Linked DNA regions of Mus musculus: regions 2, 3 and 4 are each linked to region 1. The links are chromatin contacts, called in public Hi-C and HiChIP or PLAC-seq maps. All regions are on one chromosome and are shown on one strand. The core of a region is the stretch at or near the end of the contact, and the rest is flanking DNA. Distances in the headings are between cores, read along the strand shown.

What was found. A called contact is a pair of places that touch in the nucleus more often than the background predicts. HiChIP or PLAC-seq counts read pairs in DNA pulled down with a chosen protein or histone mark.
Region 2: an H3K4me3 HiChIP or PLAC-seq map of bone marrow-derived macrophages shows a contact between it and region 1, with 7 times the contacts expected there. The contact joins two enhancer-like sites. A contact is called at or near these places in 1 of 115 datasets of contacts at active chromatin or transcription factors (bone marrow-derived macrophages) and 1 of 9 other capture datasets (macrophages).
Region 3: a contact with region 1 is called in an H3K4me3 HiChIP or PLAC-seq map of bone marrow-derived macrophages, with 5 times the contacts expected there. The contact joins two enhancer-like sites. A contact is called at or near these places in 1 of 115 datasets of contacts at active chromatin or transcription factors (bone marrow-derived macrophages) and 1 of 9 other capture datasets (macrophages).
Region 4: a Hi-C map of myeloid progenitors shows a contact between it and region 1, with 2.5 times the contacts expected there. The contact joins two enhancer-like sites. A contact is called at or near these places in 1 of 484 Hi-C or Micro-C datasets (myeloid progenitors), 1 of 115 datasets of contacts at active chromatin or transcription factors (bone marrow-derived macrophages) and 1 of 9 other capture datasets (macrophages).

Annotation. Positions count from the first base shown.
Region 1 is chr15:5,442,499-5,449,864 of GRCm38.p6, reverse strand. It overlaps the pseudogene Gm46496. Among named protein-coding and RNA genes, the nearest start is that of 5430437J10Rik, 50 kb to the left of the region's middle. Within about 2 kb of position 3,249, at least 126 of the 459 cell types and tissues checked have an H3K27ac peak or open chromatin away from gene starts, as enhancers often do. A contact at or near this core is called in bone marrow-derived macrophages, macrophages and myeloid progenitors, where this site is marked.
Region 2 is chr15:6,412,236-6,419,601 of GRCm38.p6, reverse strand. It overlaps Dab2 (disabled 2, mitogen-responsive phosphoprotein), which reads right to left. Exons shown (of 15, transcript NM_023118.5): 2 at 2,608-2,796; 3 at 1,233-1,372. The coding sequence starts at 2,698. Among named protein-coding and RNA genes, the nearest start is that of Dab2, 29 kb to the right of the region's middle. Within about 2 kb of position 4,096, at least 7 of the 459 cell types and tissues checked have an H3K27ac peak or open chromatin away from gene starts, as enhancers often do. A contact at or near this core is called in bone marrow-derived macrophages, where this site is marked.
Region 3 is chr15:6,323,206-6,330,571 of GRCm38.p6, reverse strand. It overlaps a transcript of Dab2 not described here and the pseudogene Gm18888. Among named protein-coding and RNA genes, the nearest start is that of Gm16311, 17 kb to the right of the region's middle. Within about 2 kb of position 4,226, at least 20 of the 459 cell types and tissues checked have an H3K27ac peak or open chromatin away from gene starts, as enhancers often do. A contact at or near this core is called in bone marrow-derived macrophages, where this site is marked.
Region 4 is chr15:6,053,979-6,061,344 of GRCm38.p6, reverse strand. No RefSeq gene overlaps it. Among named protein-coding and RNA genes, the nearest start is that of Gm41259, 13 kb to the right of the region's middle. Within about 2 kb of position 4,319, at least 72 of the 459 cell types and tissues checked have an H3K27ac peak or open chromatin away from gene starts, as enhancers often do. A contact at or near this core is called in bone marrow-derived macrophages, macrophages and myeloid progenitors, where this site is marked.

The DNA of each region.
Region 1 (7,366 bases), core at 2,000-4,499:
CCTGGGCATATATCCAGAAGATGTTCCAACTGGTAAGAAGGACACATGCTCCAGTATGGCTTATTTATAATAGCCAGAAGGTGGAAAGAACCCAGATGTCCCTCAACAGAGGAATGGATACGGAAAATGTGGTACATTTACACAATGGAGTACTACTCAGCTATTAAAAAGAATGAATTTATGAAATTCCTAGGCAAATGGATGGACTTGAAGGGCATCATCCTGAGTGAAGTAACCCAATCACAAAAGAATTCACATGATATGTGCTCACTGATAAGTGGATATTAGCCCAGAAACTTAGAATACCCAAGATACAAGATACAATTTGCAAAACACATGAAACTCAAGAAGAACGAAGACCAAAGTGTAGATACTTTGCCCCTACTTAGAATTGGGAACAAAACACCCATGGAAGGAGTTACAGAGAATATTTGGAGCTGAGACGAAACAATGGACCATCTAGAGACTGCCATACCCGGTGATCCATCCCATAATCAGCCTCCAAACGCTGACACCATTGCATACACTAGCAATATTTTGCTGAAAGGACCCAGATATAGCTGTCTCTTGTGAGGCTATGCTGAGGCCTAGCAAACACAGAAGTGGATGCTCACAGTCAGCTATTAGCTGGATCACAGGGCCCCCAATGGAGGAGCTAGACAAAATACCCAAGGAGCTAAAGGGTTCTGCAACCCTATAGATGGAACAACCATATGAACTAACCAGTATCCCCAGAGTTCGTGTCTCTAGCTGCTTATGTATCAGAAGATGTCCTAGTCTGCCATCATTGGAAAGAGAGCCCCATTGGTCTTGCAAACTTTATATGCCCCGGTACATGGGAATGCCTGGCCAAGAAGTGGGAGTGGGTGGGTAGGGGAGTGGGGGGGAGTGTATGGGGGACTTTTGGGATAGCATTGGAAATGTAAATGAAGAAAATACCTAATAAATAAAAAAAGACTGGTTACAAATATGTAATAAATTTATATACATATATACATATTCGTAAATATATAAATACAACCTGCTCAGTACAAACAATGTTACTTTTCTGTGTATGTTTTCAGAGATGACCATCGATACAGTGCTCCCTGAGGAGTCATAGACTAACATAACCCTAACACCAAGCACAAGAAGCTCTCGTTTTTGTCAGGGTTTTCCAAGAAAATCCCAAAATATTATAGGCTACTGGACTGCCTTTTGTTGCCCCAGAGGTGGGAGGTAAGTCACTATTGCTGAAGACTCCATTCACTTACATGCTATTTTTTTAATTGCTTCCCCAAAACAACCATAGGCTAACACCAACAAAATCCAGGAGCCAGAATGAGAAATTTTCTTTGGAATGTTTAAGAGTTATTCAAGTGACTCCTAAAACAACACAGACTACTATCAATGTAGTCCTCGTTTACTGCTAACACCACACACTTTGAACCCAGAACTCAGATGAGTCAAGTGGATGACTCTAGCTTCTATGATATACAAGTTGTCAGTGGAGGGAGGCAACTCAAGAGTCCTACCCAGCTGCAAAACCTATGAAGCACAACAATGATCAGCATGATAAGATATCCAAAGAATGAAATGAGAATCCCTTGTGTGTTGGTGATAACCAACAGCTGTCTAATTAGACTTAAGTCTCATGCAACAGGAAGGAATTCATGCCTTGTATGGGAAATCTAGCTAGCTTCTCAAGTTTTGTGAGGGCATAGACCTTAGAAAAGAATTTACCACCATGACTTGGCTAAACCAGAGTAATTACTCACTACAACTCAAATCTCATCCTTCAATGCTGTGGGTACAGATAAGTGTAGGTAGCTCCCACACCTCATCAAACAGAGCCTCTATTTACAGCAAATGGAGTCTATCACAAAAAACCCACAGCTGAACACAATACAGCGACAGATCATGAGGAGCCCAGCCTCAATGGATACACTTATATCACAGCTCTTATATCTATGGCTTGGCTCAGGGCATATCCTGGAAGAAAGGGTAAAAAGATTGTCTGATCCAGAACACCAGGAAGTTGGCTGTGAAACAGTCTCTCCTAGAAATGGCTGAATAAACAAGACTGGAACAATTTCATTATCAATAGATCTGGTGACATGAAAGTGGGTAAAATGTCATGGGACCCACCCACAGGCAACTAATAACAGCCAGAGGAGAATTAGCCTCTCCTGGATATAAGTCCCCTTGTTGGTTACTCAATGAATACGGGTCCATATATACACAAACAACCAAAAAAGACCCAGAAAGTTGATTATATATTTGTGGATACTTATGCACGTGCACACACACACACACACACACACACACACACACACACATATGTATATATGAAACAGTAATAATCAAAGAAATAGAGGCTAGCAATGTAAGCATGGGAAGGTCATAGGAGGGATTGGAGGAAAAAATATCTGGGAAGGGGCTGGAGGGAGGAAAGGGGTAGTGGGAAAGGGATGTAATTCTCTTTTAACTAAAAATATATTAATAAAATAGGAGTAAATGAACTTTCATCATTAATGTAGATTGAAGTAATTTATTTTCCTGTCACCTAAATGAGGCTCTCACCCAACATCTTCTCATTCTCATACAGAAGGCCCACACACACACACACACACACACACACACACACACACACACACACGGCTGAAGATTAGTACATTCTTTTGAGAACTACAGGACAAGTTCAAAATGGATATTGTAGCTCCTCAGCTGATCATGTGAAAAATCCCTGTAACAGGGCCTGTCATGCATGACATCATCTGGGTCATAGGTTCTGGTGGGAAAGGTCACTTTAAAGGTCCCTTCTCTTTTAGCTCATTCTAATAATGAAAGCCACCAATGACAGCTAAATGTCATCAACTTTCCAAGGTTCAGACCTGCACCCAGGAACAGGGAATCCAGACCTCCTGACTTGTAGGTTATGATACAGCATCGCCAGGCTGTGACATGTTTGCAGCTCTCACTTCTGCCCTGACACCTCTGCAATGCTACAGGGGGTTTCCTACATCTCCCCTCCTCGTGCTTTTCTGAACTCACCCAGATTTTATTTACATATGCTTCACTAATCCTCAGTGGCCCCAGGCAGTAATTATATTAAACCCCCAAAAACGAATAAAATAGTTAATATAAAACTATAACATTGCTGTCAAAAGGAAGACGATAATTGTGACATGGGCTCCAGGGAAATGGAGAAGTGGTCAAGTCACTTTGCTATTTTTACCTGCCTCTAATTATAGAAGGAACTGTATGTGTTTAATCAAATGTGCAATCACACAGACAGTGACTCAGAGCTCTGAGAAGAGTCAAACCACGTTGACAGCAACTATGCTCAAAAGATCCTAATCTTTCACTTCTGCTATTACTTTATTCATCTTCCGGGTGTTAATAAATCAACATTGGCCTGGAGGTTCTCGTCTGTAAGGTGAAGGACTTGGACAACAGGATCTCTAGTTTCCTTTCCAGGGAAAAGTCTATGCTTTTGAGGGATTACAGAAAAGGAAACAAGGATACAGTGTAAAGTTGAAGAGTTACACAGAAGAAAACAGGAACCAGGAAGTAAAAATTTATAGTCTCCAGACATCCAGGCACCTTCCCCGACAGAGGAGGGCTCTGCTGCAGAGCACCTGGGGGGAGCCATCTTGGGTCCCAGATCCCTCAAAGACTAGTCTGCCCAGGCGAGAGTGCGGACTACAGAAGCTACACAGCTTCTACAACAGGCAGAAGCAACACAGCTTCTGGAACAGAGCCCATTTCGGGCTCCAGACATCCCGGCACCTTCCCTGACAGAGGAGAGGTATCTGCCCTGCCCAGGAGGGCTCTACAACAGAGCACCTGGGAGAGCAATATTGGGTACCAGATCCCTCAGAGACTAGTCTGCTCAGGTGAGAGAACACACTACAGAAGGTATACAGATTCTGGGACAGGCCCTGTTTCAGGACTTCATCTTAAGCCAGGAGGGAGGTCCAAACACAAGATATCTGTGCACCTTCCCTGAAAAAGGAGAACTTGCCTACAGAGAGTACTCTGACCACTGAAACTCAGGAGAGAGCTACACTACCAGATCTGCTCACAGAGGCTAACAGAATCACAGGAGGAGCAAGCTCCAATCAGAGACAACTATAACAACTAACTCCAGAAATTACCAGAGGGCGAAAGGCAAACATAAGAATCTTACTAACAGAAACCAAGACCACTCACCATCATCAGAACCCAGCACTCCCACCTCAGCCAGTCCTAGATACCCAACACACCCAAAATGCAAGACTCGGTTTTAAAATCATATCTCTTGATGCTGGTAGAGGACATCAAGAAGGACTTTAATAACTCACTTAAAGAAATACAGGAGAACACTGCTAAAGAGGTAGAATCCCTTAAAGAAATACAGGAAAACACAACCAAACAGGTGATGGAATAGGACAAAACCATACAAGACCTAAAAGGGAAACTAAACACAATAAAGAAAACCAAAAGTGAGACAGTGGTGGAGATAGAAACCCTAGGAAAGATATCTGGAACCATACATGTGAGAATCAGCAACAGAATACAAGAGATGGAAGAGAGAATCTCACATGCAGAAGATTCCATAGAGAACACCGGCACAACAGTCAAAGAAAATGCAAAATGCTAAAAGATCCTAACTCAAAACATCCAGGAAATTCTGAACACAATGAGAAGAGCAAACCTATGGATAATAGGAGTAAATGAGAATGAAGATTTTTCAATTTAAAAGGCCAGCAAATATCTTCAACAAAATTATAGAAGAAAACTTCACAAACCTAAAGAAAGAGATGCCCATGAACATACAAGAAGCCTACAGAAGTCCAAATAGACTGGACCAGAAAAGAAATTCCTCCCAACACATAATAATCAGAACAACAAATGCATGAAATAAAGATAGAATATTAAAAGCAGTAAGGGGAAAATGTCAAGTAACATATAAAGGCAGGCCTATTAGAATTACACTAGGTTTCTCACCAGAGCCTATGAAAGCCAGAAGATCCTGTACAGATGATATGCAGACCCTAAGAGAACACAAATGCCAGCCCAGGCTACTATACCAAGAAAAACTCTCAATTACCATAGATGGAGAAACCAAAGTATTCCATGATAAAACAAAATCCAAACAAAATCTTTTCATGAATTCAGCCCTTCAAAGGATAATAAAGGGAAAACACCAACACAAGGACAGAAACTACACCCTCATAAAAGCAAGAAAGTAATCCATCAAGAAACCTAAAAGAAGACAGCCACAAGAACAGAATCCCAACTTTAACAACAAAAATAACAGGAAGCAACAATTACTTTTCTTTAATTTCTTGTAACATCAATGGACTCAATTCCCCAATAAAAAGACATAGACTAATAGACTGGTTACAGAAACAGGACCCAACATTTTGTTGCTTACAGGAAACCCATCACAGGGAATAGGACAGACACTACCTCAGAGTTAAAGGCTGGAAAACAATTTTCCAAGCAAATGGTCTGAAGGAACAAGCTGGAGTAGCCATTCTAGTATTGAATAAAATTGACCTCCAACACAAAGTTATCAAAAAAAGAAAAGGAGGGGTACTTCATACTCATCAAAGGGAAAATCTACCAAGATGAACTCTCAATTCTGAATATCTATGCTCCAAATACAAGGGCAGCCACATTCATTAAAGAAACTATACTAAAGCTCAAAGCACACATTGCACCTCACACAATAATAGTGGGAGACTTCAACACACCACTTTCATCAATGGACAGATCATGGAAACAGAAACTAAACAGGGATACAGTGAAACTAACAAAAGTTATGAAACAAATGGATCTAACAGATATCTACAGAACATTTTATCCTAAAACAAAAGGATATACCTTCTTCTCAGCACCTCATGGTACCTTCTCCAAAATTGACCACATAATTAGTCACAAAACAAGCCTCAACAGAAACAAAAATGTTGAAATTGTCCCATTCATCCTATCAGATCACCATGGACTAAGGCTGATCTTCAATAACAAAATAAATAATAGAAAGCCAACATTCACGTGGAAAATGAACAACACTCTTCTCAATGATACCTTGGTCAAAGAAGGAATAAAGAAAGAAATTAAAGACTTTTTAGAGTGTAATAAAATGAAGCCACAGCATACCCAACCTTATGGGACTCAATGAAGGCAGTCCTAAGAGAAAAACTCATAGCCCTGGGTGCCTCCAAAAAGAAACTAGAGAGACCATACACTAGCAGCCTGACAGCAAACCTAGAAGCTCTAGAACTAAAGGAAGCAAATTCACCCAAGAGGAGTAGATGGGAGAAAATAATCAAACTCAGGGCTGAAAGCAACCAAGTGGAAACAAAAAGAACTATTCAAAGAATCAACCAAAGGAGGAGCTGGTTCTTTGAGAAAATCAACAAGATAGATAAACCCTTAGCCAGAATAACTAGAGGGCACAGGGACAGTATCCTAATTAACAAAATCAAAAATGAAAAAGGAGAAATAACAACAGAACCTGAGGAAATCCAAAACATCATCAGATCCTACTACAAAAGGCTATACGCAACAAAACTAGAAAACCTGGATGAAATGGACAACTTCTTAGACAGTACCAGGTACCAAAGTTAAATCAGGATCAGATTAACATTCTAAACATTCCCATTTCCCCTAAAGAAATAGAAGCAGTTATCAATAGCCTCCCAACCAAAAAAGAGCCCAGGACCAGATGGTTTTAGTGCAGAGTTCTATCAGACCTTCAAAGAAGACCTAATTCCAACTCTTCTCAAAACATTCCACAAAATAGAAACAGAAGGTACCCTTCCCAATTCATTCTGTGAAGCCACAATTACTCTAATACCTAAACCACACAAAGATCCAACAAAGAAAGAGAACTTCAGACCAATTTTCCTTATGAATATTGATGCAAAAATACTCAATAACATCCTCACAAACTGAATGCAAGAACACATCAAAACGATCATCCATCATGACCAAGTAGGCTTCATCCAAATTTCAGGGATGGTTTAATACATGGAAATCCATCAACGTAATCCACTATATAAACAAACTCAAAGACAAAAACCACATGATCATCTCGTTAGATGCCGAGAAAGCATTTGACAAAATCCAACACCCCTTCATGATAAAAGTTTTGAAAAGATCAGAAATTCAAGGCCCATACGTAAACATAATAAAAGCAACCTACAGCAAACCAGTAGCCAACATCAAACTAAATGGAAAGAAACTGGAAGCAATACCACTAAAATTAGGGACTAGAAAATGATGCCCACGTTCTCCGCACAGATTCAATACAGTGCTTGAAATTCTACCCAGAGCAATTCAACGACAAAAAGACATCAAGGGGATACAAATTGGAAAAGAAGAAGTCAAAATA
Region 2 (7,366 bases), core at 2,847-5,346, 970 kb before region 1:
GGTAATTGGAAGGTGTAGAAGATATATGTATTTCTTGTAGGGATAGGAATGTAGCTTAGTGAAAGTGTGCTTGCCTAATATGTACACACTCATAAATTTAATATCTCTAACACACACACACACACTGAAGCTGGCTCACCTAAAACCTGTACTGTTTAATTAGGTCCACATGGTAGCATAGGGCAGAAATTTAAATCCTGAAGCACGGGACCTGGAGAGATGGCTCAGTTGGTAAAGCATTTGTCATACAAGCAAGAGCACTCAAGTTTGATCCCCCAAGAACACACATAAAAGTTGCTTGCTGTGGTATACACCAGGAATCTCAGTGCTGGGGAGGCAGAGACTGCAGTATCCCCAGACCTTGCTGGGCAGCCAATCTGTAGTAAGCTTCGAGTTCCATGAGCTACTCTGTCTCAAAAAGTAAGATAAAGGATAATTAAGGCAGGCATTCATTGTCAACCTCTGTCCTTACTCAGGTGCACACATGCACACATATAAATTCACATGTGGAGTCCTGTATTTCATCTAAAGACTTTCTCAGTCAATAGGCACTCTGTGACTTCTTTTACAATTTTTATTTAATTTTTATTACTTTGGAATACATATATGTGTATGGTATACTTGTGTGTGGAGGCTGGGGATGATACTACATATCTTTCTTTATTGTTCTCTACTTTCTATACTGAGGTAGGGTCTCTCATTTGAGCACAAAGATCACTCTAATCCAGCTTGTCATGGGGATATTGTCTCTGCCTCTAGATACGGGGATGCAGATGGACTGTCACATTTGTGTAGGTGCTGGTGATCTAAGTTCTGGTCTTTACTCTTGAAAGGCAAGAACCTTCTCCATGGTGCCCAACATCCTAGTCCCTAGTTTGTGTCTTCCATGCAGAATACTGATCACTCACAACTGCCCACCACTGTTAAAATCATTTCATGGTGGAAAATTTAGGGATGGGGCTTTGCTCATCCAAGTTCTGAGTTTGCCCACATGACAAGGTTCTCAGACTCTTGCTATCCTTGATGGGATATTCTTGATTCTAGAACAGGACTCAAAAAAGTCAGACTAGCCCTGGCTTCTCTGAAAAGAGAACACTGGAGGCTCAATATGTGAATAGAATCAATGTGAATAGAGAATCGTTTCCAATCACATAGACATGAGTCAGTGAGCGCTAATAGAATTCCCTCCTTCAGACGCTTGGTTCAGACGGCCAATGATTTCTTCCTCTTACCTTGAGTTTCATCATAGAATCCTGACTCATTTTGTCTCCTCGAGCATCAGGCACATCATCAATACCGATTAGCTTGGCCTTGTATTTTACACCATCACCTTTGAACCTGGCCAACAAGTACTCGTCTGTCTTTTCAGAACCTACAAAGTAAAAAAGAAGTGCACGATACAGCTTATATTTAAATGTCACCCTTAGGTACGATCACATGTGCTCGGTACCCCCCTTCCCCCAAAAATTGAATACTGACTGTAAGTCATGATTTCCAGTCTTATTCTTTTGAGCAAAATCATGTTTCATAATATCAAGTGTAGCATTGAGAGGAGAAAAAAATAAAAGCAAACAAAATACACTTCAAGACACAAAATGCATATGAGAAATACATAAGAATTATTTCATGAACTGGGCATTGAGAATATTCTTCATCAAAGCTTTATTTTGAATGAATTTTAGAAAAATGGCATATTCTGCTTAGTAAAAGAAAAAAAAAATTAAGCCATCAAACAATTTTCTAATATTCTGAATCACCAAGGAAACAAAAGTGAACTGGCAGTAAATTCTCATGGCTGTGACTGGAAATTATTCCTTCTTTCTATTTACATCTGGGCTCCCAAACAGGCTGTGCAGTCTCGTACCTAGAGCTGAAGGACTGGCCAAAGCTAAGAGAAAGGTCATGACATCTTCTCCAGCTCTGGCAGGCTAAGACTTGAATACTATCTCTCGGTACTTAAAACCAAAACTATCTAATAAAGTCAAAAATTTGATTTCTCAAAAATGGGGATGCCTGTAAGGCAAAATGGTAAATAAATTATGGAGAGACAATTACACAATAGTTGTGGTTGTACAACTAATCATATGTTTAAACTAAATAACTATTAGAAAGACATATGATCAAAAAAAAAAAAAAAGAAAGAAAAAAAGAAAAAAACCCGGGGGTAGTGGTGCACACTTTTAATCCCAGCACTTGGGAGGCAGAGGCAGGCGGATTTCTGAGTTCAAGGACAGCGTGGTCTACAAAGTGAGTTCCAGGACAGCCAGGGCTACACAGAGGAACCCTGTCTTGAAAAAAAGAAAGAAAGAAAGAAAGAAAGAAAGGAAGGAAGGAAGGAAGGAAGGAAGGAAGGAAGAAAGAAAGAAAGAAAGAAAGAAAGAAAGAAAGAAAGAAAGAAAGAAAGAAAGAAAGAAAGAAAGAAAGAAAGAAAGGAAGAACAAAATGCTATGAAATTTTCCTAACCGGACCTGAGTTGGTACAACCAAAGATGCAGAAACAAGTCTACCTGAGGCAAAGCAATCACTTGTGCCAAAAAGAAAAAAAGTTAGAAGTTGAGACTAAGCTCCTGTGGTAGCCAGACAACAGACAAGAGCTGTTTTCCCATACCTTTCTTCTTCTCCTTCTTTGATGGCGCTTTCGGGGCAGCCTGTTGGTCAGGCTGGCCATTGGTTGTGCTTGTTTCTACTTCGTTAGACATGACGGGAAGGCAAGCAGAAAATCCAGCAGTAGACAGTCACTGATACCAGCCAATCCCCGACGGGCAGGTCTCAAAAGGACAGAACCCACAAAGTACACCTGAGGGTAGAGGAGAGGGATCGTGATGTAAAAATGTAACAAACCTAAACTCTGACCGCGCATGTCTACAGGGCCAGTTTGCTGTTGGTATATGCTGGCTGGCTGCACGCACTTGCCAACCCTTCCCTGTTAGATGGGAACTTGGAAAGCAGGGTTGTTCCCTTTGAAGCTCCCAGAGGGGAAAGGATTGTTTGGTAAACTTTTCATCAGGTGCTTGATTTCTGGTAGCATTTAATGATTACCTAGCTCAGCAACTTGTGTTAGAACTTTGGCATAAGAATCTACAATCAAAGATAGGAATCAGAAACTGGTTAGGTTTCATAGCAAAATAGAAGCATACCTCCTGAGCTTGATAAGACTGTGACTGATGTTTGAAAGTGGATGTTTGGAGTTTCCTTATGCACAAAATTGCTAAGATTAGGCAACTGTGCTCTAGGGGCATAAAGAAGGACTCGCACCCGGCTTGTATCCCCAGCACCCCTCAAAGTAGAAAAGAGCAGAACTCTTTACTACTTTACTGATAGATCTAAGGATCTATTATTAGGATTCTACATATGACCTCAAGTGCTGTATAAGCACTGTGATTTTAATACCTCCATGACTGTGTGTGTGGAGGGGACAGTAGTGTTGGGAATCAACCTGATAAGCAACGTTAAGTCAGACTCAGAAAGATAATCATTGCCCGTTCTCTCTCATATGTGGATGACATATTAGCAGAATGTGACTTCTTTGGGAAAGAAAGAGAGGGGAAAGCAACAGAAGGAAACATGAGGGGATAAAAGAAAAAATATCAAATATTTCTTTCTTACGTGGTGTACTGGCTAGTTTTGTGTCAACTTGACACAGCTGGAGTTATCACAGAGAAAGGAGCTTCAGTTGGGAAATGCCTCCATGAGATCCAACTGTAAGGCATTTTCTCAATTAGTGATCAAGGGGGAAAGGCCCCTTGTGGGTGGTTCCATCTCTGGGCTGGTAGTCCTGGGTTCTATAAGAGAGCAGGCTGAGCAAGCCAGGGGAAGCAAGCCAATAAAGAACATCCCTCCATGGCCTCTGCATCAGCTCCTGCTTCCTGACCTGCTTGAGTTCCAGTCCTGACTTCCTTTGGTGAAGAATAGCAGTATGGAAGTGTAAGCCGAATAAACCCTTTCCTCCCCAACTTGCTTCTTGGTCATGATGTTTGTGCAGGAATAGAAACCCTGACTAAGACACGTGGGGTCTAGCTTTAAATATATATAGGTCTAGGTCAAATATATCATGCATGTATGGCATGAAAACATAAAGAGGAATAGCTAAAAGAGGAAGGGGCGTAGCTTACGGAAGTTTGGGTGGGGGAAGGTAGTGGGAGAAACTACAAGCAAAGTGTAACGATCTATATTAAAAAGCTGTCATAATGAAACACATTGTTTCAGATGCTATTTGAAAAATCAGTAATAAAAACAAATGACTTCCATTTCTTCCCATCAATATGCTTGTTTATCTGAGAATTTATGGGTGTCTCTTGTACAATTCATGGTGTACATTAATAAATGTCTTTATGGTATTATTCAGCACGAGTGTCTTCCAAACTCATGAGCTTCACAGGCTCTTTATCGGGCCTCCCTGTGTATTGCAGTAGAGAAAACCAGCCCATTGCAAAGCATACAGGGGTAAACTAAGGTTCTAAAGGTTCTTCTACCACTTGGTTTTCTGCTTCTCCACGATGGAGAGGAGCTTGAAAGGGCGAACAATCTGAAACTGTAGACCAAAGGGAAAGAAGAGACTCCATTTGGTTTAGAAGCTTACTGTAACACTCTCTTTGGTCCGGGACACTCCCTTACTGCAGAAGCCTTCTTCATCCTGTACTATGTCCCCCGTGTGTGGCAACACTGTGGACCAAACCTACCACACGGGAAATACCTGCTGTTTTGTAGTCATGGAAGGTTAAAAAAAAAAAAGTCTTTAATTTTTCTTGTTAACTCTTAAAAATCCTCAACACCCCAGGATTACAGGATCAAGGCAGAGAGATTGCACTACTTGTCAAGCAGCAGAACCAGCTTCTATCCTACACATATGGCTCAGAGTCATATGAATCTTATCTTAGAAATCACATTCTTGTTACAGAAGGTGTTTTATTGTATACATGTGATGGTCCATAAATGTCTGTCTAAGACATAGTTCCCTGAGTCTTAGATTGTCCTGAATTTGGGAAGGGATTGAAATCCAATGACTCACGCCCCTACTGTAAAAGGTAAGGAGAGGTCTGAGGGACAGACTCACAAAGCAGGTGGGAACAAGAAGGGCTGGATTTGATGTGTCTGTCAACCAAGGAAAGCCAAGTCACAGCTACTGCCCACCTGAAGCTAGGCGCACAAACTCAGAGTGGACTCTATCTCCAAGCTCCCATAAGCAGCCAAGTATGTCACGTCCTGATTTTGGACTTCGTGCCTTCAGAAGGACTGTGGCAATCACTTTCTCCTGCATTAAGCCACTCACCCATTTTTAATAATTTGATGAAGCAACCAGAATAGTGCATATGCCACCTATTTTTTGTGCGCTTTCATTGGTCTCTGAGATTCTTGGTGACATGAGAGATGATTCTTTTAGTTATATCTATGACCTTCAAATCTTAAAGGTCTTTTCTTCATCTCTGAGGATTCATTACAAACTAAGCAGGGGTGAAACTAAGTTCCTCTTCTAAGGAGCACCAGTGCTCATTCTCCCACATGGCCCCCTTCTCTCCCCCAACCTTGCTCAGACATCATCTTATAAATAAAGAAAATACTTTAGTGTAACCTGACCATTTTAGGATTATTTTCTCTTGATTCTTTCAAGAATAAGCTTGTAAAAGGAAAAGATTGCTACTTTGTGTCTTTTTCCCATTTTCTACCACCCTCAAAGGCCTGTTTGTCTTAACTCTCCTTTCACTTTGCTGATGGTCTCCTGACACACCCAATTGCTTTGCTTTCCATCCATTTGAGTAGTCCTACCCTATGCATCACATGTCTATGCCTTTCTTGAAGCTTTGCATCCTGGCTTATGTTTACTGGATTCCATTGCCATTGTTTTTGTTTGTTTGTTTGTTTGTTTTGTTTTGTTTTTTTGTCACCCTAAATGACACATTTTCTAAATTTAAAAAAAAGGGGGGGGGGCTGGCGAGATGGCTCAGCAGTTAAGAGCACTGACTGCTCTTTCAAAGGTCCTGAGTTCAAATCTGAGCAATCACATGGTGGCTCACAACCACCCGTAATGAGATCTGACACCTTCTTCTGGTGCGTCTGAAGACAGCTACAGTGTATTTACGTATAATAATAAATAAATCTTAAGGAAAATGAATTTAAAATAAAAGGTTTGAAAATCTCCTGTGGGAGTCCCCCTTTTTATTTAAGCAAAGATTTGCTATTTTTGCATCCTATATAACGCTCTTGAATATTTTAGTCCTGATCATCTTCATCCCCTACTCTTTCACATGTGGATGCAAGCTCCAAGCTCACTGTTTCTTTGTGACTGACCTTTGCTTTATGTCCTTACATTTTCCCATTTGCTGAGGTGCCTCTGTCCTTCATCCTTAGGTACCTATTTGTCCCTGAAGATGGGTAGGTCTTCTCTGAAGCTCTCCCTTCTCCCTTCTAAATACCCATGCTGATCACAAGTTCTCCCATAGATCAACTTTATGCTTGTCTGTCAAATCCTCAGGACCAGAATCTCCTTGAAAGGGGAAGATTCATCTGGCGTGTGGGAGCCAGTCATGTGGATGGCAACCTGGACTGTTGGAGCAGTGTAAATATATCAGTTTTTTAATATGTGTATCTGTATTTAATATACTTTTAATTTCCTAGGCCAAGAACAGGAGCCCTAAGGATGCTCTCCAGAATAGACTGCATATTATTCTGTTTATGGGAGGCACCTGCAGTACCTGTGGGTTATCCTTTCCAATCTGCCTTGCTCAGGTTAGCATGATGTTGACTTCAACAGTGATCATGTGGATAGCCAAAGTAAGAGAGATCCAAACTAGGTAGGATTATAGGCTGAGAAACTGTCAGATATCAGAGTTTATTGCCCATCTCAGAAGCCCACTGCCACATCCTCCAACAGGATATTATTTCTGACAAGGAAAGACTTACCTATGTAACATTGTTTTTTAAAGATTTAGCTTACTCAATTTTGCAATTTTGACTCCAACGTTTTACTATTTTAAAGAAATCTGAGAAGTTCCACAAAGCACTCTGATAGACCTAAGAGGGAGCAGTTGGTGGCTTGGCATGTGGATTTAGTCATAACATACAAGTCATACCAGGATATAACTCAAGGCCAGTGTCCATATCAAGGGTTGGCTTCCTGGGTCAAATTAGAAAGGGCAGAAGCTGAGTAGAATTACTTGGCCATGTGTTTTTATAAACAATTCCTGTGCTTCAGACACCAAAGACAACTCTTTGTGTAGAGGAAACACCAAAGATTAACCCTCCACACTCCAGGAAAGTCCTCTGCTGATACTCTGTCTTTGCTCCCTTGTCCTTTTTACTGTAGTATTTTTGAGTCAAAGTTTCACTAAGTCTCTCAGGCTGGCTTCAAGCTTGCTGTGGGCTTTGAAACT
Region 3 (7,366 bases), core at 2,977-5,476, 880 kb before region 1:
AAGACCCCCACTCACTACCCGGTCCACATATATACCCCACATCTCACCTCCCATCTCCCTTACCCTCCTACCCCAACCAAGCCTCTGCTGGTCTTCATTCTCTCCAGGAAGATCTTCCATTTCTTCCCTTCTCCTACAAGGAAAAGCCCCAGGGGAATAGGTGCTTAATTTCACGTGACAGATATATTAAAGACATTTTGGTGTACTAATTTGACACAATAGGTTCACTTAGAAATAAGTCATCACCAAGACAGGAGAGTTAGGCGAAGACTTTGTGGTTCTAGTGTCAGCTGCCTGATTCCCTAGAGACACATAAATTAAGACAATTCAAATTAAGAAAAGATCACTGTAAGAGTTGAGTCATCTCGTTTGTATCACTCATTGATCCAATTAATGGGACAAATGCCAACCCCCAGTTTAATTTATGCTGCAAATACATTTGTTCTTAAGAGTGTAGGAAAAGTGCTGTGCAGGTTTCTAGGGTGAAGGATACTCCAAGGCAGCTTTTCTCTTTCTGGCTTGTTATGTTAACAATCTTTGTTTTTATAGTCAACTCTTAGAAGTTAAGAACAACGAAGACACTTTAATCCCATGACCTAGTGTTTCTGGAACTATTCTGAGCTGAAATATTTTTCTCCCATCATTCTCATTTAGACAAGCAGACCTGTTAATGCTGTCACTGTGCAGAAGGGCATCAATGGATTCAACGTTATCATGTCCATTCCAGGTGGGCTCCTGGACCATATGCAGAATGCTCAGGGGTTTATGTATAAGGCTCTTACAGAGTTATTGATGATGCCCATCGTATCTTGGATGCCAAGTTTGAAGAAGAATTAAAGCAATTTATTGAACCTTTTCCAGTATGCAGGTGAATCACGTTATTTTCTGCCACATGAACTCAAAAAGTTGCTTTGGTAAGGATTTCTCTGAAAAAGAAGCTGCTGTTCATGGATGTTGATGACGATGAGGAGGTTGCCACCGGGATGGGCTTGAGTATGTATGTTGTTTGTTCTTCTGAAAACCAAATGGTTCCTGGTGTTAGTTTTCATTCATAAGAACCTGAAGAATAAGCTAAGGGTCTTTTCATCATGAATATCTGTGATACCACTATGAGCCACTGAACTATGCTGATTCACCTTGCTTGGCCATCCTTGGAAGGCAAAAGCAAAATAAACAGGACAGCCATGTTCTTTCAATTCTGCTACATAGTATTAGGGATACTGCTGTGGACAGATGTGGAAGCCAGAGTGCTGGGCATCCTTGTAGTGGACTGAATTGTCCAATACAACCCACTCTCCAATAGTGGGTGAACTGGCCAGAGACCTGGAAGGACAAGGGCACTGTCCTATGCATCCTTCAACCTGAAGAGTTGGGTATTATTATTATTTAAAGCAATCCAAGGTTCTGTTGAGTCGGCCTGAATTTTTCTGGTCAAAGGTTTCTGATATTCAGCCTCAGCTTGAAAAGCTGATTGAAAAAACCCATTTTTCTCCTTAAGTTAATGCAGGAAACATACAAGTCTTACATAAGCACTCATGACTCCTACAGAGGGAGATCTAGGATGTTAACAACTTAAATTTTTTGTCAGGTCATCCTGTGGCATGGTTGTAAGGTGCCTCTTTTCCTTGATAGAAACTTGAAAGACCTTGAAAGTGAGCCTAAAAAATATGGGAAATAATGATGGAATCAGCTACCTGAAAAGGAAGAAAGTGAAGGCCCAAGACCCTTGAACATACCCATCAGCAAGAAGACCACACCATAGGCAGTTCCTTTGCTGAAACAGTACCCTTCCGCCTGGACCAATTTCTCCCACCTCTACCCCTGCTTTCTTTAAAAAGGGACTTTTATCACCTGATGACCTTACTGTCTTCACTGTGGTGATAATATTCAAATTTTAAATAGTCCTCACAAAACAAATTATGTCATTGTTTCAATATGATTTATTTTTTACATGTTTCCCTTCAAGTATGAGGAGACTTTTTTTTTTTTTTTGACAGTCATGCTAACAGAGGAATGGATACAGAAAATGTGGTACATTTACGCACTGGAGTATTATTCAGTAATTAAAAACAATGAATTTATGAAGTTCTTAGGCAAATGGATGAAACTTGAAAATATCATCCTGGGTGAGGTAACCCAGTCACAAAAGAACACACACAGAATGCACTCACTGATAAGTGGATATTAGCCCAAAAGCTCAGAATACCCAAGATACAATTCACAGACCACATGAAGCTCAAGAAGATGGAAGATCAAAGTGTGGGTACTTCAGTCCTTCAGAGAAAGGAGAACAAAATACTTACAGGAGCAAAGATGGAGAAAAAGTGCAGAGCAGAGACTGACGGAAAGACCGTCCAGAGACCGTCCCACCTGGGGATTCATTCCAGATACAGTCACCGAACTCCGACACTATTGTGGATGCTAAGAAATGCTTCCTAACAGGAGCCTGATATAATTGTCTCCTGAGACGCCCTGCCAGAGCCTTACAAATACAGAGTCTGATGCTCACAGCCAACCATTGCATTGAGTGGGGTGTCCCCAATGGAGGAGTTAGAGAAATGACTGAAGGAGCTGAAGGGGTTTGCAACCCCATTGGAAGAACAACAATATCAACCAATCAGATCCCCTAGCGCTTCCAGGGACTAAGTCACCAGTCAAGGAGTACACGTGGCTCCAGCTTGCCAGGCATCAATGGGAAGAGAGGAGGTCCTTGATCCTATGAAGGCTCCATAGATGGCCCAGTGTAGGTGGGTGGGTGGAGGAACACCCTCATGGAAGCAGGGGTAGGAGCGATGGGATAGGGCATTTCCAGGAGAGGGAGGGGGTAAACTGGGTAAGAGGATAGCACTTGAATTGTAAATAAATTAAAAAAATAAATTAAAAAATATTTAAAAAATAGTCATGCTAACCTGCTCTTTAATGTGACAGATGTTGGGAGATGGAGGGATTTTGAGTTTGGATTGTAACGCTCTGAGATTCCATCCGAGTTCTGCTCTAGACTATTCAAAAGAAGGACTTCACAGTTTGTTCTGCTGCCTCAATATTTAAGTTCTTTAAAACTTTAATAATAGTAATAATAATACCAACTTTATGTTTTCTTTGAAAAATGCTTAGCCAATTATCATTATTTTAGAACTCAGAAATTATTTTACCATGCAAATCCAGTAATGTCTACCATTTTCACGCTGACAGTAGTGAGGTTTTGACCAAATTTGGAAATGAGCTTGGGTGGTGACCAGATCATTCTTTGTCTTTTCATTAAACATTCCTTTGCTCGAAACTTTCAAAACCTGGCTTTGTTCTTGACAACTTCATACATGTATACAATGAATTTTACTCTCTCTGTTCCCTATTCATCTTTCTTCTCCTTCTTTTCTTCCTGTAAAATCCAACTCCCCAGCAAGGCTTCATCCTACTGTGTGTCAGTGAGTGTGTGTGCATGTATGTGTGTGCACACATGTGCCAATGAATTTAGTTTGAGGTGACTGCATTCTTTGTTGTTGTTTTGTTTTGCTTGGAACAAGGTGTCTTGGAGTCCAGGCTAATTTCAACTTCCCTGTGTAGCTGATGCTGGCTTTGAACCAGCTGTCCCTTCTACTTTCAATTGTTGTGCTTATCAGGATGGGTAGCCATGTCCAGCCTGTCTTTTCTTTTCTCTCTGTCTCTGTGTCTCTCTGCCATTCTGTCTGCCTTTCACTCTCTCTCTTTCTTAAGCAGGCTATTATGCTATTGATGAGGTGGATGCCTAGAATACAGTGCGTAGCCTTGGTTGGACTTAAATGCACAATAACTCTCCTTCCTCAGTCTCCTGAGTGTGGGCATTATAGTTATGAGATATTATACCTGGCTTTGAAGCTGGGATTTTACATATTATTTCTTATTAGGGTTTATGTGGCTATAAGATGAAATGTGGATTTGGTATCTGAACACCTTATGATAAAATGATGCTTATAAACTTGACCCATTACTGTATTTGTTAAAATATATGTGTGTCATTCCACTTTCTCTAAACTGCCTTCATACTCAGCAACCTCCCATAAATTACTAAGCATATAGTACTATTGCCTGTTTTAAGTCAATGTTTTGGAATTTTTGTCTTAAGCATAAAGAAGTGAGTAAGTAATGAAATGGGATTGCTTACATCGACATTTTCCCCAACTTATTTGGTGATTGTGAAATAGTGCCGGCCACCGAAGAAGGGAGATAGTGGTACAAATCTTGAAATGATGTAATCATTTCTGAAACACTACGATGCAATCCTTTCTTCTAACTGCAAACTATGATCTGCAAAACTGGGGCAGGGGGTGGGGAGATTGATTCAATTAGAGAGAAGGAAACTGAATTATGAAGTTTGGATATAAATTCTCAGAAAAGCCTGTACTAGGAGTGCATTGCTTGTGAGTAGGCTGTTTCCTCTGATCCTGAGTCATACTGGCAGCTGGCTAATTCATTCCCTTATTTCTTCATTCTACAAGCTGTTTACCGATCACCTGCTATGTGCTAGACACTGTGCTACATGCTGGGGAGGGCTAGGCACATTGCTCAGTGGGAAAATATTTGTTTAGCCTAAGGAAGAGGTTTTCTTCCTAGCATGCCATACCCCCCCACAGAGAGAGAGGGGGGGGAGCAGGAGGGGGAGGGGGAGGAGGAGGGAGAGGGAGAGACAGAGACAGAGACAGAGACAGATAGAGACAGAGACAGACAGAGACAGACATACAGAAAGAGAAGAGAGACAGAAAGAGATACAGAGAGAGATAAAGAGACAGAGAGAGACAGAACGAGAGAGACAGACAGACAGACAGACAGACAGACAGAGAGGTGAGACGAAGGATTGGAGCAAGGCACAAGCTATGTGGTTACAGGTGTAATCAGTGCAGGCATGAGGAAAGCTGGTGATGAGAAGCAGTCAGAAGTAAAGCAAGAGCCAACAGAACTGGATAAACACGCTGGGTGAAGTGTTTAGAGAAAGGGACCAGCTAAGAGCAACTGTAAGGGTTTTTGACTGAAACACTAGAAGTGTCCAGTGATCCTGTTAGGTGGTTTTCTTAATAATACAATCTCTGCTTCCAGGAGGAGAGGGAAAGCAAATCAGGAAACACGTTTTCTTTCTCTTTTTCTTTTTCTTTTCTTTTCTTTTTTTTTTTTTTTTTTTTTTTTTTTTTTTTCGAGACAGGGTTTCTCTGTGTAGTCCTGGCTGTCCTGAACTCACTTTGGAGACCAGGCTGGCCTCGAACTCAGAAATCTGCCTGCCTCTGCCTCCCGAGTGCTGGGATTAAAGGCGTGCGCCACCACGCCCGGTTTATTTTTCTTTATGCTCTTGAGATGTGTAGGTTTTATTGGCCAAGACCTGTAACGATATTGGCCACCACTTTTACTTGATACACTACTTCAAGAAAGGAAGTCATACAAATGAGGTTTCAGCAGGGAACTTGGACAGCAGTGTTGATCCACATTTGCTAAGCATATTTGTAAGTGAATACATTCTCCTGGCCTCATTGAAGACTTAAAAGATACTTGACACCGTGTGTTCTATATTTGAGTGTTCAACACAAAAATTCCCTTTGGTTGATTCAAGCACTGGGTTCATAATCCGTTTATTACTAGCCCTTTCTCCTAGTCTGATGAGAACTATTGTGCTTATGAGGAGAGCTTTTGTATTTTGTCTGGTGAAAACCATTGTGTTTTATAAATCCATCTAATGACGTGAGCACTTATAAAGCAATTTGAAAGTAGCTTATAAGCTACAAAATATTTATGACTCTTTTGTTGTATGTCATTGTAAAAATACATTTATCAATCTTTGAGATTGTACGATCTGATCATATATACTCCCATTCCTACTTCTAACTCTTCCCAGAGAATCTGTAGATTCTTATTGATGTTTTACAGAGGCCCCGAGACTCAAAAAATTTTATACAAAAATCAGCCAGTCTGATTATGCGGTTTTGAACAATAACGAGTTTTTCAGCTAGTAGAGAAGGAAAAACAATGAATTGCATCGTAGATTAGTTCTGTTATATTATAGGCACAACCAGTCTGCCTATAGAGTAGCTAGGGGTATATTATGGAATAGAGGTTTGTGGCTACTAAGAGTAAGATGATATGAGACAGGTAAGTTTTATGTTTATATGTACACACACACACACACACACAAACAGAGGATTGTTATTATTTAAATATTAGGTTTTACTATGCATCCATGGCTGACTTGGTATTACTGTGTTGCACAGGCAAGCTTTGACTCAGTGTAATCTTCCTGCTTCAGACTCCTCAGTGCTGAGATGACAGTCAATGCCATCACTGACTTTTTCCCCTTTCCTCTCCCCGCTCTTGTCCATGCCTCCTTTCTCCTCCCCTCCCTTCTCTTTTCTCTTTTCTCCCTACATCCTTTACCTCCTCCTATCCCTTCCTTCCATCTCTTCTCCCCTCTCCTCTCATTTCCCTTCCTATGTATTTTCTTTTTGACCTAATTTTGTACTATATAGCCCAGACTAGCCTGGTCTCCAAGTCATTAGGTAGCCCCAGCTAGCTTCAAATGTACAATCCATCTGCATCAGCACTCCGAATGCTATGACTATAGGCATAGTTCACCATGCCCTGCTCATTTTTAAGCATCTCCTTTAAAGCCTGTTAGTTAAGACTCTATTAACATATGGAGCTGCAGTGTTTTGGAAGAACCTTTGCAGTCATCTAGTTCCACAAAAATGCTTGAGATCATGTGCCAAGTCTGACAGATTGATGGATGCTCACTGGAGCAATGTGCTAAGAAATGTGCCGAAGCTGCTTCTGGGGAGAACGTAAAGTTTAGTGCGCAAATGAGCAAATGGCTGTGAGAGGGAATGGAACGTGTCTCTGCACAATTACACACATCCATCCGAGTCTGGTTCAGCCTTCCACTGCAGGGAAACTTCCCTGAGGTCTCACAGCTTGTCAGTGAGCCCAGGAGTCTCCAACTCTGAAATAGTAATTCTTGACGCAAACGTCAGACACTATGCTGTCTCTGATATTATAAAGTCAGTCTGGCCTGGGTACACAGTTCTGTTATTGGCTACTCAGGAAGCTGAGGCAGTGGGATGGAGAGTTTAAAGTCTGCTTGGCCTTGTGTAGCTCTTCAAAATTCAAACCTTCTCTTTGGGGTATAAGGAGACTCCTAAGACTTGGAAAGCTAAAGGAACAGGACTCAAGGAATTCTTCCACAAGGTTGCAATCTGGAAACTCTGGAGAGAGGCAACCCTTGGAGGAGCTGCCTACAACCTGCAGCTTTTACGTCATCTCCCATTCCCAGGTGGGTTTTTGGCGGTACACTGCATGCTAGGCTCCACGCTCCTGTATATAACCTCTCACTCACTAACTGTAAGGACCCCAA
Region 4 (7,366 bases), core at 3,070-5,569, 610 kb before region 1:
ATGTGGGGTGTGTTCTAGCTGGACTACCTTGTCTGACCTCAGTAGGAGAGGATGTGCCTAACCTCAAAGAGACATGTTGTACCAGGGTCCCCACCTGCTCAAAGGAAGTATTGTAGGAGTAGTGACCAGGAGGGAGTCAGTGAGCAGGATGTAAAGAGAATAAGTTAAAAAAAAAGATTACTGTACCTTATTGTTTATTTACATACCAAACCACCTCTCTAGTACCACCATTAAGCACAGACTGATTCATAATTTGTTTCTAAAAGTAAAATGGTAGCTCCTCATAGACTTATCAAAGCAAATTTGGACCATATGACCACATAGATATATTAAAACCACATCAAGAAAATTAGGTCTGGGAACTTACGTAATGCACCAGGCCAGAAACAAGTCTATAGTGACCTCAGCTAGATTGAACAGAAAGGACACCTAGCACTGTGATGCCAGTGGCCTCATTGACCTGCCATCTCACCAGTGGGTGTGTAAGTCAAAGCCTGATGCATGAAGAACTGTCCTTAAGCTTTTAGCCCAGCTTGAACTCCACTGCTGACACAGACTACTCTAACTTCTGTCTGTCCTGCTGTCCATCTGTTATTTCACCCAGACTGGGCCATGAACCACACCTCAGGACATCTGTGGTCCTGTACCTCACCTCTGCAGCTCAACTCAAGCTTGGGTCTTGGGTGAACTCTGTCATTGGTAATTTGGATCTGGCAGCCTTCCTTATTTAACCTGTGCTCCCACGTATATCAGCCTTCCTCTTCCTCTAGTAAGCCTATTTGAATCTCTTGAAGACCACTGTAGTCCCTTTAACTCTTTGTTAGTTGTTCTACAATCTACATATATGGAGATATCAGTATTGTGTATAATGTATGATCTAAAATTAAATATTAGTAAGGAGGGTTGGAATAAAAGAGCCAGTGTCTCACAACAGTTATGAATGGAATTTGAGGCTACAAGACAAATTTCCAATGAGGCACATGTGCAGCTTGTGAGTTTACTGTATTTCGATAAATTCTGACATTGTGGAAAGGCATAAAATACCTTTTTTCAATATAGTATTCTCAAAACAACTATAATAGTTTAATATAGCTGTATTACCATTTAGTCAGTTAATTTTTACTTTTGGGCAATTGCCACCCAAGAAGTTAATTTTGGTGAAAGAGGTACAAAACTCGTGTTATTAATGGAAGCTAAAGAGATATTTTCTTCTTTATGCTTTATTTTCTCTGATTAATTTTAGGGGAATAAGTAAGAAGTATTCAGGGGCAAGACCCATGCATGAGTCAGCATGAGTGACTCAGCAAATCAGCAAGCCTGGGAAGTGCAGATAAGTTGGAACGCGGCAACTTTCTAACACTTTAATGGGAATAAGGCTTTTAAACTCCCAAAGTTTTGAATGTCTGTGGTTGTCTGTTTGAACACTGTTGTGTAATACGAGGAGTTTCAGGGAATCGTCTTTTTGACAGTACAAAACATTACCCCCTGTCACATTAAGAGAAACACATCACTTGAGCAACACAACCATGAAGAAGCAAGGCATTTTTATAGTATAAAAGCCCAGGGCACACACAAATAGTGAAAGCTGTGTCGCCTAAGAAAAAATTCAAAATGAACCATTTTAGGGGAGATCTCAGACACAGCTAGTGTTATAAGACAGGAGTTTTAGCATATCCAAAGACTATAACCATAGAAAAAGGAGATGCCACTCAGTTGAGACTTAACTACATTTTAGTCCATTAACACTTCAGGTTTATAGAGAAAAGAGGACTATGGTCGTGGTAGAGGAGTATGACCTCAGGGCTCAGTGCTATGATTTCCACACAGCAATGTAAACAAGCAGGAAAGATGTTCCTGTTACCAACTATTGAGCTAATTAAAAATGAAAACAGGGTCACAAAGTAATGTTGGTCTAAGAGATTCATAACCAGAATATGTCATTGTTCTTTAGATAGAAATTAACTACATATAGCTCACCAAAAGAACCTTTCTGATAGGTTACAGTCCAAGCTCTACGTAAATTCCTGTGGCAAGTTAATGAGGTTTCCATTTCAGCTAAGTTTACTGAGGAACTCGCCCTTACATGTGTAAAAGTCTTTAGATGTTGAAATTTGGCCACTCTTCCAGAAGCAGTTTGGGAAACAATACTATCATAATGCTAAATTTTAGACAAGACCAAGTGATAATAAACGAAAGGGCAATTAATTTCAGAACCTTGGGTGTGGTGGTTGCTTATTTAAGTCTAATTAAAATAGAAACTGGCTTGGTTTGTGGGGCAGTGTTAAGGAGGTTCAGGCCCTATAGATGCTTCCTGTATCTTTGGGTCATGTACTGTGGCTTTGAATACTTTCATAGAGAGATAATGTCAGTGGTCATTTCCTTATGTATGTTGCTGTAACTCTTAAAATAGCAAATTTGAATGGATGACCTAGCTGCTGCTTTCTCACCACACTTAGAAACCACACTGCTGCTGTAAATCAGAGTTCCATGAACCTGGGTATATTCCCAAACCTCTGTGTTTTGACGAACTGTGGGTCTCTTGGTATGAGAATAAGAACAATGTCAGAAATTAAATTGGTTTAGCACAGTGGTATTAGTAAGTTCTCCATTAGGTCCATGACCTCTACAGCCATAGTTAGTTTCCTAGATTTATAGTTTCAGGCATGTTTCCACTCCATTCCATTAGACAGCAGATAGTTACCTTCAATTTATACCTGCTACTACTGTGCCACTAGGGATATCTTGCTGGATCAGTCATTGTTCTGGTGTGCTGGCTTTACAGCCAGGTAGGACTACTGATTGCTTTTCTCCTTTGGTGGCTTTCACAACACTTTCAGATATTATGAAAGCCATTTTGGTGAAGGAGGTGTCCAGGTCAACTTTAGATGAATTCCTGGAAGTCTAATGTTCAAAGTATGTGGTATCTTCAGCAATATGGTCTTACCTTCAAGTTTTGGTAGACGACAACAACGGGCAATTGAATGCCTCCAACCAACAACTTAAGTTTCCCATGCCTACCACTGGGGATTCTGCTAGTCTAAAGCTGTTAGGGCCAGAATTATCACCCTGTGTGGCACACACACACACACACACACACACACACACACACACACACACCCCACAGACACACTATGTTGATAAAATCTTTCCAAAGGCTGAATTCTTGTTGGAAGTTTATGTGTAGTTATGGCCCAGATGAGTGTACTCTATTGAATATTTAAAGGTTTTTTAATAAACGTCTCCCCCTGAAGTTTTAACTTCTGAAGTGGTAAGTTATTCAGAGGACATTTTAAATGATTTTAGTCTATATGTTCTGGTTTTACAAAGTACTCTTTTCTTCTTGTTAGGTTTTGGGTTTTTAGGCTTTTGTAAAATCTCATTATACTTTGACTTAATTAATATTAATTTGTTGACATCACACATACTGTGGGATCAAATTTATATTTTGCAATCATGAGAGAGAGAGAGAGAGAGAGAGAGGGAGAGAGAGAGAGAGAGAGAGAGAGAGAGAGAGAGAGAGAGAGAGAGAGAGAGAGAGAGAAAGAATTATCTAGAACATTGGGAATTTAATTTATCCTGTGAAGTATGTTGTCCTTACCTCACTTTTTCTGTAACAGTACTAGCTTGATTTATGACCAACTTTTCTTGTTAGCCAAAATATCGAAATCTTTCTTGGATTTCTATGTTTAGAAATATACACATGCAAAAGTCATTTGCTGTCTGCCACAGAAGAAAAGACTCTGAAAAAGACTGAGCTAGCACATTATAATTCCTTCTCTTAAAGTCGGGAGTCGGTAGGAAGGGAAAGGGCGCTCAACAGATGTAGAGAAATTTGGTGAAGAAGTAGAGATAAAGACTCCTTGTGACCTGCACATCCCTAGCCTTGCTTGGACACATCAGTACAGGGGAACGCCAGGGCCAAGAAGCAGAAGTGGGTGGGTAGGGGAGCAGGGCGGAGGGAGGGTATAGGGAAATTTTGGGATAGCATTTGAAATATATCTAAAGAAAATATCTAATAAAAACAAAAGAAAAATGAAAATAGCGCCCCAGGAGCTCTGAGAAGTTCCTGATGTGTTTCCCATATCCAGCCCCCAGATAATTAGCTAATATGAAGCACTCACATGGTTCATTGGGAGTTGGCAGCACTTTGTTCGCTCTCCCCACAGCAACCCCCGCCCACCCCCCTCTGCCCTGTTGTTACTGCCACTGCTGCAGCAGCTGCTGCCTCCGAAATAGCTTGAGTCTGAAGTCAGCCTGGCTGTGGTCATATTTCTTCAGCTAGAGGATATTGTGAAAGCCTGCCACTACAGTAACAGATGAGTGTTCTGCAGGTCATGCTGGAAAACAATGAGCTAGTGACAGAGGCTCCCGCAATTGCAATCTGAGGCATTAAGCCTGTGTGAATCCTGAGTCAGGTCCCAGATCAGACTTTACATCCCTTGCTCCCTGGCACTGCGACTGGCAGGATCCACAGGTGGGCAGGTGTTTTGTTCTAAGTTAAAAAAAAAAAAAATCCCCTACACTAGGTAATCGAGCCTCCACAGGACCAAGGGCCTTTCCTGCCATTGATGCCCCACAAGGACATCCTCTGCCACATATGCACCTAGAGACATGGGTTCCCCCATGTGTACTCTGGTTGATGGTTTAGTCCCTGGGAGCTGGGGGGTGGGAGGTGGAGGAGGCTCATTGGTTGATGTCCTATGGGGTTGCAAACCCCTTTCAGCTCCTTCAGTCCTTCCCCTAACCTCCATTGGGGTCCCCGTGCTCAGTTTTGGCTGTGTGCAACCGCATCTGTATTGGCCAGACTCTGGCAGAGCCTCTCAGGAGTGCTAAGGAGGTGAGGTGGGAGTGGGTGGGTGAGCACCCTCATAGAAGCACGGGGAAGGGGATGGGAGAAGGGGTTTGCGGAGTGGAAACTGGGAAAGGGGATAACATTTGAAATGCAAATAAATAAAATATCAAATAAAAAAATAAAAGGAAAAATTATCCATTATTTTCATATTGCTGATGGATTTTATTTTTCATGAAGGTCAGGGTTCAATTTCCTAGGTCTTGAGTTTTGAGTCAAATATTGCCTCTTTATATTTCAAGATAACAAATGAAGTTGTACGAAACTTATTCAGATCTTTCTGAGTAAGAAGAAAACCAACCAAACCAAACCAACCAACCAAACAAAAAACCCTTAAAAACCCAAACCAAACCAAACCAAACCAACCAACAAACAACAACAATAAAAACAAGTAAAAAATGGAAGAAACCCCAAGGGTAGCAATTCTAGTCAGATTCAAGCTATTAACTGAAATGAATAGTAGAATCATTGCCACAGACTTGACCAGACTACATATTTTCATTTTCTTGCCACAATAGCTCAGGCAGTGATCCCAGTGTTGGCAGAATTGGCACACATGTGGCTCATATTTGGTTCGCAGATAATCCTTCTTGGTGTGTCCCCACGTGATGGAAGGAGGAAGGCTGATCTCTGGGGTCCTTATTGGCCAGAACACTGACACCCAACCCTGAGAGATTTGCCTCTTTCAGTCTCCCAAAGCCCCACTTCTTAGTGTGACTGCTTTGAAGGAAAGGATATTAATGTCGCAATTTCACACAGGTTATGAGGAGATAAAGCAGGGGAATAAAGGCACCTCACTCTTCTGGCGGGTCAAGCAAAATTCCAAAATTAAGAGGACAATTTATCATTTCGGAACTGTAGCAATGTTGTCAGGTATTATTATTTTTTTTTTTTTTACCACCAATATCTTTTTGTCTTTAAGGAAACCAAGAAAATGACAGTTACTGAAAGTATGTCATCTGTATTGTTTACTGGCTTTTATGTCACAACAGACTTGAAATCTCTTGGGATGTACCATCTTTATAACAATAGCCTCATTGTTTCCTTACATTTAAATTTTTTCAAAACCACAAAGGAGATATAAAACTGACTTAAAATTCAACCAATGTAAAAATCTAGTGATACTATTTTTTTGGGGAAATTATCACAAATATTTCCCGTGCATGTATGTGCACAGAGAGAGTGGACTATCAGGAACATGGAGAGTGACTATAACAAGCACACATAGCTAGCTCTACTATCTTAGCCACATTGGCAGGCATTAGTTTTAAAACATCCAGATTCCTGTATGTGACTCATTTTAACAGAATCTTAAGCCTTCTACTGTGTTTTTTTCCAGGTTCACTGTCACCTCTGCTCTTAAACACGTGGGAATCAGCTTGGACACTCAAGACTTCAGTGGACAAAACAAGGTTGAATTTTAATAAAGAGAAAATTTATATTCTGCTTTAAAGGAAACTTAAAAAGAGTGTGGTAATCCCAGCACTGGGGAGGCAGAGGCAGAGGCAGGCAGATTTCTGAGTTTGAGGCCAGCCTGGTTTACAAAGTGAGTTCCAGGACAGCCAGGGCTACACAGAGAAACCCTGTCTCGAAAAACAAAACAAAACAAAACAAAACAAAACAAAACAAAACAAAACCCAAACAAACAAACAAACAAAAAAAGAGTGTGGTAATATATCACCATTGTGGCTTGTTTTGTTTAAGCCACTCTTCGGTGCTACTGGGTTTTATTCAATTCTTCTGGCCACTGATATTGAACTTCTAAGAGCATGGGTTAGATGTTGTGAGGGATATTCTACCTGGACATTCAAATGTTTGGGGGTTTTTGCCTTTCAATTTCCTCCTACTTTACACCATCTCTTGTTTCATGCTATTACTATCTAATTTTTTTGTAAAGATGAGGAATTCACATGATTTTAAGAAGTAAGACTTTTGTTAGATGTATCTCACTGCTATTCCTACCTGGAAGATTCTCACAACCTTCTACCAAAGGATAACTGCCATCATGTATATATACCCAAAGGCTTTTTAAGCATGATACGGTATTTAATCCTGATTTCCCTCAAAACATGCTGTGATGTGCTCTCCACCATGTTTATTTTTCATTTATTGTTTTGTAGGTTTTGTTCGTGTGAAAACAGAGAACTTTCTCTTGTTACATGTAAGAGTAATACTAGTCCCATTGCAATGATCATGTTGTCATTTACAGAGGCACCGTCTTCTATTAGTAGACACTAGGAGTGACTTGACCACTTGAAAATCACAAATAATACTAAATACTCGTGTGAATGTAAGTTTGGTTTTAGAAGAGATTTACTGGTATGCACTCCTTATCAACTACATCTGATTGCCCCTTGCTCTACAGCTTCAATAAAGTAGCTAAGTCAACTTTCACTTTCCTCACATTTGACAAATAAAAGTTATATTGTTACCATAGTCTTGCTTTGCATGTGTTTGGATATAGTTCAATGTGTTTAAATTTGTTAATATTTTCTTATTCTTTGCTTGTTTATTTAT